Linked DNA regions of Gossypium hirsutum: region 2 is linked to region 1. Evidence: chromatin contacts called from public Hi-C data. All regions are on one chromosome and are shown on one strand. Each heading gives the region's core, a stretch centred on a gene start, on an enhancer-like site or on the middle of the called end of the contact. The rest is flanking DNA. Distances are from core to core; before and after follow the strand shown.

Evidence for each region. A called contact is a pair of places that touch in the nucleus more often than the background predicts.
Region 2: a Hi-C map of leaf shows a contact between it and region 1, with 2.2 times the contacts expected there. The contact joins the promoter of LOC121209853 here to the promoter of LOC107898598 in region 1. A contact is called at or near these places in 4 of 34 Hi-C or Micro-C datasets (all in leaf).

The regions. Positions count from the first base shown.
Region 1 is chrA11:52,515,299-52,518,117 of Gossypium_hirsutum_v2.1, reverse strand. LOC107898598 (protein DETOXIFICATION 27) reads left to right here and starts at 1,429. Exons shown (of 8, transcript XM_016824102.2): 1 at 1,429-1,964; 2 at 2,041-2,582; 3 at 2,675-2,761. The coding sequence starts at 1,674.
Region 2 is chrA11:52,863,202-52,865,901 of Gossypium_hirsutum_v2.1, reverse strand. It overlaps LOC121209853 (classical arabinogalactan protein 4), which reads left to right and starts at 1,300. Exons shown (of 1, transcript XM_041081611.1): 1 at 1,300-2,424. The coding sequence starts at 1,661. The coding sequence ends at 2,110.

The DNA.
Region 1 (2,819 bases), core at 180-2,679:
TAGTTAGGTGACTACTAGTGTAGTTTACTCTACATTTAAAAGGTAATGATCAAATTGACCAAAAAATGTAAATATTAAAAGCTAAAAAATTATTTTACCTTTGACATCATTAACTTTAACGAATGAATCAAAACTTTTAAATAAAAGATACATAACTCAATATCTCAAAATTAAAATTTCAAAAAATTATAAGTAGCTTTAAAATATTTAAACCAAAGAATGAAAATCCTAAATTAAGAGTAAATTTATTGAAAAATGTTTTTAAAAATTTTAATAGTATTTAATAAGATAAAATGTTTATTTTAAACACGATGTTGTAGAATATAAAATTTAATAAGAAGATAAAAAGTGATTTAAAAAAAAAACACTTTTCAAAAACTAAAATTATGGTTTTTTAATTTGACTTAAAATCTTATTTAAAATTAATATTTAATTTAAAAAAACTACTTATTTAATTAATATTTTATTTGGACATTATGACTAGGATTGAAAAAATGGCTTTCAACCAGGAGTCCAAGAGAAGTCCCACGCAAAATCAACCTTGGCTTTAATTCAAAAAACTTATGATTAGAAATAATAAAATATTTGAACAGCTAATTATTATAGTACTAAAATTTTATGAAATGGAATCTAATGTGATAGATGATCAAAGTATTTACTGTTTTAGGTGTAATTTAAATTTGAGTTATATTAATCGCGTTGATTGTTCGAATTTTATCGTATTATAATTCACTAACAGAAATTATGAATTGAAGAAGATGGTGACCCGGACAAAGACGTAAGAATAGTCCTTATGATCCGTACCCGACCTAAAAGCAGAAACCTCAAGGATTGGAATGGTGCCAAAAATATGATGCGGTGAGCAATGACATACTTGTGTTGTTTTTTTTTCATGTGACATTGCAGAGGCCGAGAATAGCTGCCAACCGACGTGTCTATATTTCCAGTCCCTCTTGGGACCGAGTCGCCAACAACAGATATCGATATTAATTAACTAGCGCCCCATCGCCTTCCTTTCGAAATAAATGACCAAAGCCAAACTGAAAATTGTTACCTATCAATATGAAGTCCATGGAGGACTCTTACTGATTAACTTTTATTGAAAGTTAGAAAATATTTACCATGAAAATTTTAAGAATATACTACTTATTTATGATTATTTTGATTAGCTCGAAAAATTCTTACATATTTTAATATATATATAAATTTAGATGAAAAATTTATTTATTTTATGTATGATTTGTATTTTATTGACTTTGATGTATACCTATCATTTAGAGAAGAGATTGTATGGATAAATCAGATTTTTCTTTTTGAAAAAATTAAAATCTCAACTGAAAATGTTAAAAAAGAAAAAATTTAATTTGTGATTCTCTTATTGAAAAATAATAAAAATTATATAAAAATACAGTTTCATACGCTCTTTCCTCTAAAATTTAATAATATAATCAACTCTTCGTACATATAAAAAATTTCATGCCGATGGATATCTATATCAGTCGAGAATTTATGTATATTAATTAAGTAATTAAATACAAATCGTATAAAAAAATGTGTTTGTCGATATATGTGCGTATATATGCGTCGTAGAAACAACACGGTCCTGAATTTTTCAGTTCATTGAACCCCCAAGAATAAGAAATAGATCGATAGACGAGAAGCGAGCAGAAAATATGTCGAGTCATGGTGCGTTGAAGGAAGCAAAGGTCCCTTTGATTGAAGATTTAGGTCCGGTAGAAGGATTGAAAGTTGAACAAGATGATCAAAACCAATCCCTTAGGAGACGGGTATGGATCGAATCAAGTAAGCTTTGGCAGATAGTTGGCCCTGCAATCTTCAGCCGCCTTGCCTCTTACTCCATGCTGGTTATCACTCAAGCCTTTGCAGGCCACCTTGGGGATCTCGAGCTTGCTGCCATTTCCATTGCAAATAATGTCATCGTGGGGTTCGACTTTGGCCTCCTGGTACCTATATCCTTACTCTCATCTACATGGTCCATTATTTGGTTCTTTGCTTAACGTTTCATTTGTTTTTTATTAGTTGGGGATGGCAAGTGCTCTCGAGACCCTCTGTGGCCAAGCCTTTGGAGCAAAGAAATACTACATGTTGGGCGTATACATGCAACGTTCATGGATTGTTCTTTTCCTATGTTGTATTTTGCTTTTGCCTTTGTATCTGTTTGCTTCCCCGGTGTTGAAACTATTGGGACAGCCGCAAGATGTGGCGGAGCTATCGGGGATCGTTTCTATGTGGATGATACCGCTTCATTTCAGCTTTGCGTTTCAGTTTCCCCTGCAAAGGTTCTTGCAGAGCCAGCTTAAAAACATGGTGATTGCATGGGTTTCCCTGGTGGCTCTTTTGGTCCATATCTTCATAAGTTGGGTGTTTGTGTATAGGCTTCAGCTTGGGGTGGTTGGGACTGTGGTTACCTTGAATTTTTCTTGGTGGATTCTGGTTTTGGGACTCTTTGCCTACACTGTTTGCGGAGGGTGTCCTCTAACTTGGACCGGTTTCACCATTGAAGCATTTTCTGGCCTTTGGGAATTCATCAAACTCTCAGCCGCCTCTGGAGTCATGCTTTGGTAGGTACACCTCCCCCTTCTCTGCCATTTTTAATTTCATTGAAGTGAAAAGCTGTCCAATTCAACTCATTGTACGTTTTAAAAATCTACAGCTTGGAGAACTGGTACTATAGAATATTAATTTTGATGACCGGAAATCTCCAAAACGCAGAGATAGCCGTTGATGCTCTGTCCATATGGTATGAATCTTGAACATATATATTATTGCCCTAGATGACTTTTAATTCGACGTGTAAA
Region 2 (2,700 bases), core at 51-2,550, 350 kb before region 1:
TATAATTCAAATTCTAAGTGTATAATTGCACTTAATCAAAAGGTTAAAAAGACTGTAACCTTAAAAAACTCAGCCAAGATGTTATTTGCCCAAAAAAAGAAATGTTAGTGTTAATTAAAAAAAAATACAATTGCGCCAGGTCAAATGAGTGAATAGTTCTTAAATACAATTGGATGAAAAAGGAAAATGTTAGAATTAAATATTAAGTCCGAAATTGTCAAAATTTTAAAATCGGAATAATTTGGTAATATGGCTGTGTTCTCAAATTCTCCCCAAATTCTCTAAATTTTTGCCAGCTTTTGCCAGCTCCTTTCTATTCATAATTCGTGATTTAAATAATTTATTATTCCCGATAAAATAGTCTGGCTAATTCCTCCATTGGTTGTCACGATTCAACCACTCAAAAAGCATCAGCCAGGTTCACCCTAAATTTCATACAACACCTTTCTCAGCTTACCGCGTGTCTCCTATTGCTGACCTAAAAACACTTGTCGTCCAAGAAAAGGAAGTATCACGACTTCTTCAAACTTCTCCGCGTTGTCTTGGAGCTGGACCAGAAGACACAGCCTCATTTGGCTCACAAATGGGAACGTGTTAGTTATTTTCCATTTGTAACGGCTCTTTTTAATTATTTTATTTATTTCTTTATTCTAATTACTCTGTCCCCAATTATTTCCAGAAAACGGCTACTTCTCAGCTAACCATTAAACAAATGTAATTATTAATTATCCATTTAATTAATGATAAAATCATCTACGGTGTAAACAAAGTATCACCATCAATCACAGCCATTGTGATCTTGACGTCTGTGCTGAAACCCCATGTTTAGACTTAAATCTTTAATTATTCCGAGAAATAATCAAAGAGCTAACCCTAATATAATAAAAACAAATAGATGAGATTATTTGGATCCAGAGTTAATCATGTGTATACCATAGAAATATTCAAAGGGGTTATTGAAGTAATATCACCGACTACTTTGAAGAAGTAGTTGAAAAGTTTAACGCGGAAGGTAGTCTGCTTAGGGAAAAAGGTGACCAATATTTTTATTTTTATACTAGAAAAATATGATGTATTTGTCAAAACCCTCTGATATATAGAAAAGGACATTTTACTTACCTTAAGCAACCGACAATTGCCCAACCCTTTGTGGCATTACACGATAAATCAGCGGCTAAATCCAAAATTTACATCAGTAATTGAGGTTATTAAGTTCATCTAATCAAGGACAGGTGTCAGAATCATAGCCCTTACAGGTTACCTACAGCTTTTGTATCCGATCTTTGAAGAAGCTGAAAAAATAATAATTAGTTAAAAGTGTAAAAATAATTAAACGTAACGCATTGCTTAGCTAATCCCACCATGTCATATTATGTGCTTGCATGTATGTAATTATGGATGGGATGCTAATAATTAAGAATATATAAGTATAACATATATTTATATAGTTTTGTATAAACAATCTGAAAGAATCAACTTGCGTTATTGTTTTTGTTATTTCGTCTCTTTTTCCGTGCTGTCCACTTCCACTATCGCCTTCCTTTTTATATTCCCTCCCTCTTTTCAGTTCCCTCACTACCAAACTCCAGGAGAAAACAAAGAAAAGACTCTTCCTTTTTTCCTTTCTTTCCTGTCCAAGTTTTTTGAGTTTTAAGCCAAGATGAATGCTACCATGTTTAAGGTTTTGATGATGTTGGGTCTTTTGGCCACCGCTTGTATGGCTCAAGCACCAACAGCACCACCCACATCATCCCCACCCACATCTCCACCACCGCCAGCTGCTACTCCAACCCCGACCCCAACCCCAACCCCAACCCCAACCCCAACCCCAACCCCAACCCCATCCCCATCCCCATCCCCAACCCCAACCCCATCTGCATCTCCAGCTCCAACCCCATCACCCACCACTTCCCCATCTCCTTCTCCTGAAGCTTCTTCACCTTCTCCTTCAATCGCTTCCCCTCCAGGTCCTACCCCATCAAGTGGACCTGCTCCAGCCTCCGAGCCCACTGCCGACCAAGGCCCTCCTCCCTCTGCCGCCTCCACCAACGGTGTTTTCATTGGTGCAATCGCTCTTGCCGCCACTTTCTTCGCTGCCGTTTTGGCTTAAGAAAGTGAAGTGAAGTCCAGCTTTTTTGGGTTTTGGATCATGATTCTTGAGAATCTTTACTTTCATGCTCTCTTTTGTTCTTTCGAGTAGTGTTTTTTTCTCTTACTTTATATTTTTCATTGCACCCTACTTTTTGGTTTTTGTTTAATTTATTTGTTATGTATGTTTGATGATGACGATTCTATTATTTTGGGTTCGGATGGTTGATTGTATTGGTGGTGTGACACGCGTAAAGACCGGATGGTTGTAGAGATTGGACTGTTGTACATCTAATTACAGTGGAATAAAAACAGTTTGTTATTCTTTAAAAAAAATGTAACATCTCCATGTATTGTTCATGTCTAATTACTTTATGCATTATTTGCTTTTTATTTTTTATTTTTATTTAAATTCCCAAGCGATAATCAAATCTAGAGAAATCACCTTTTTGGTTTCTTTTCATTTCTTTTTACACGTGTGCTAGTGTGTATAATGGCCATTGGAGGCATCCTTGAATGAAAGCACTAAGATAAGTTTAATGTTTAGACGAAAACAGACTTCATTTGTCCCCTTTTTTTCTACTTTGATAAGCAAGGTTTTGACAATTTAGT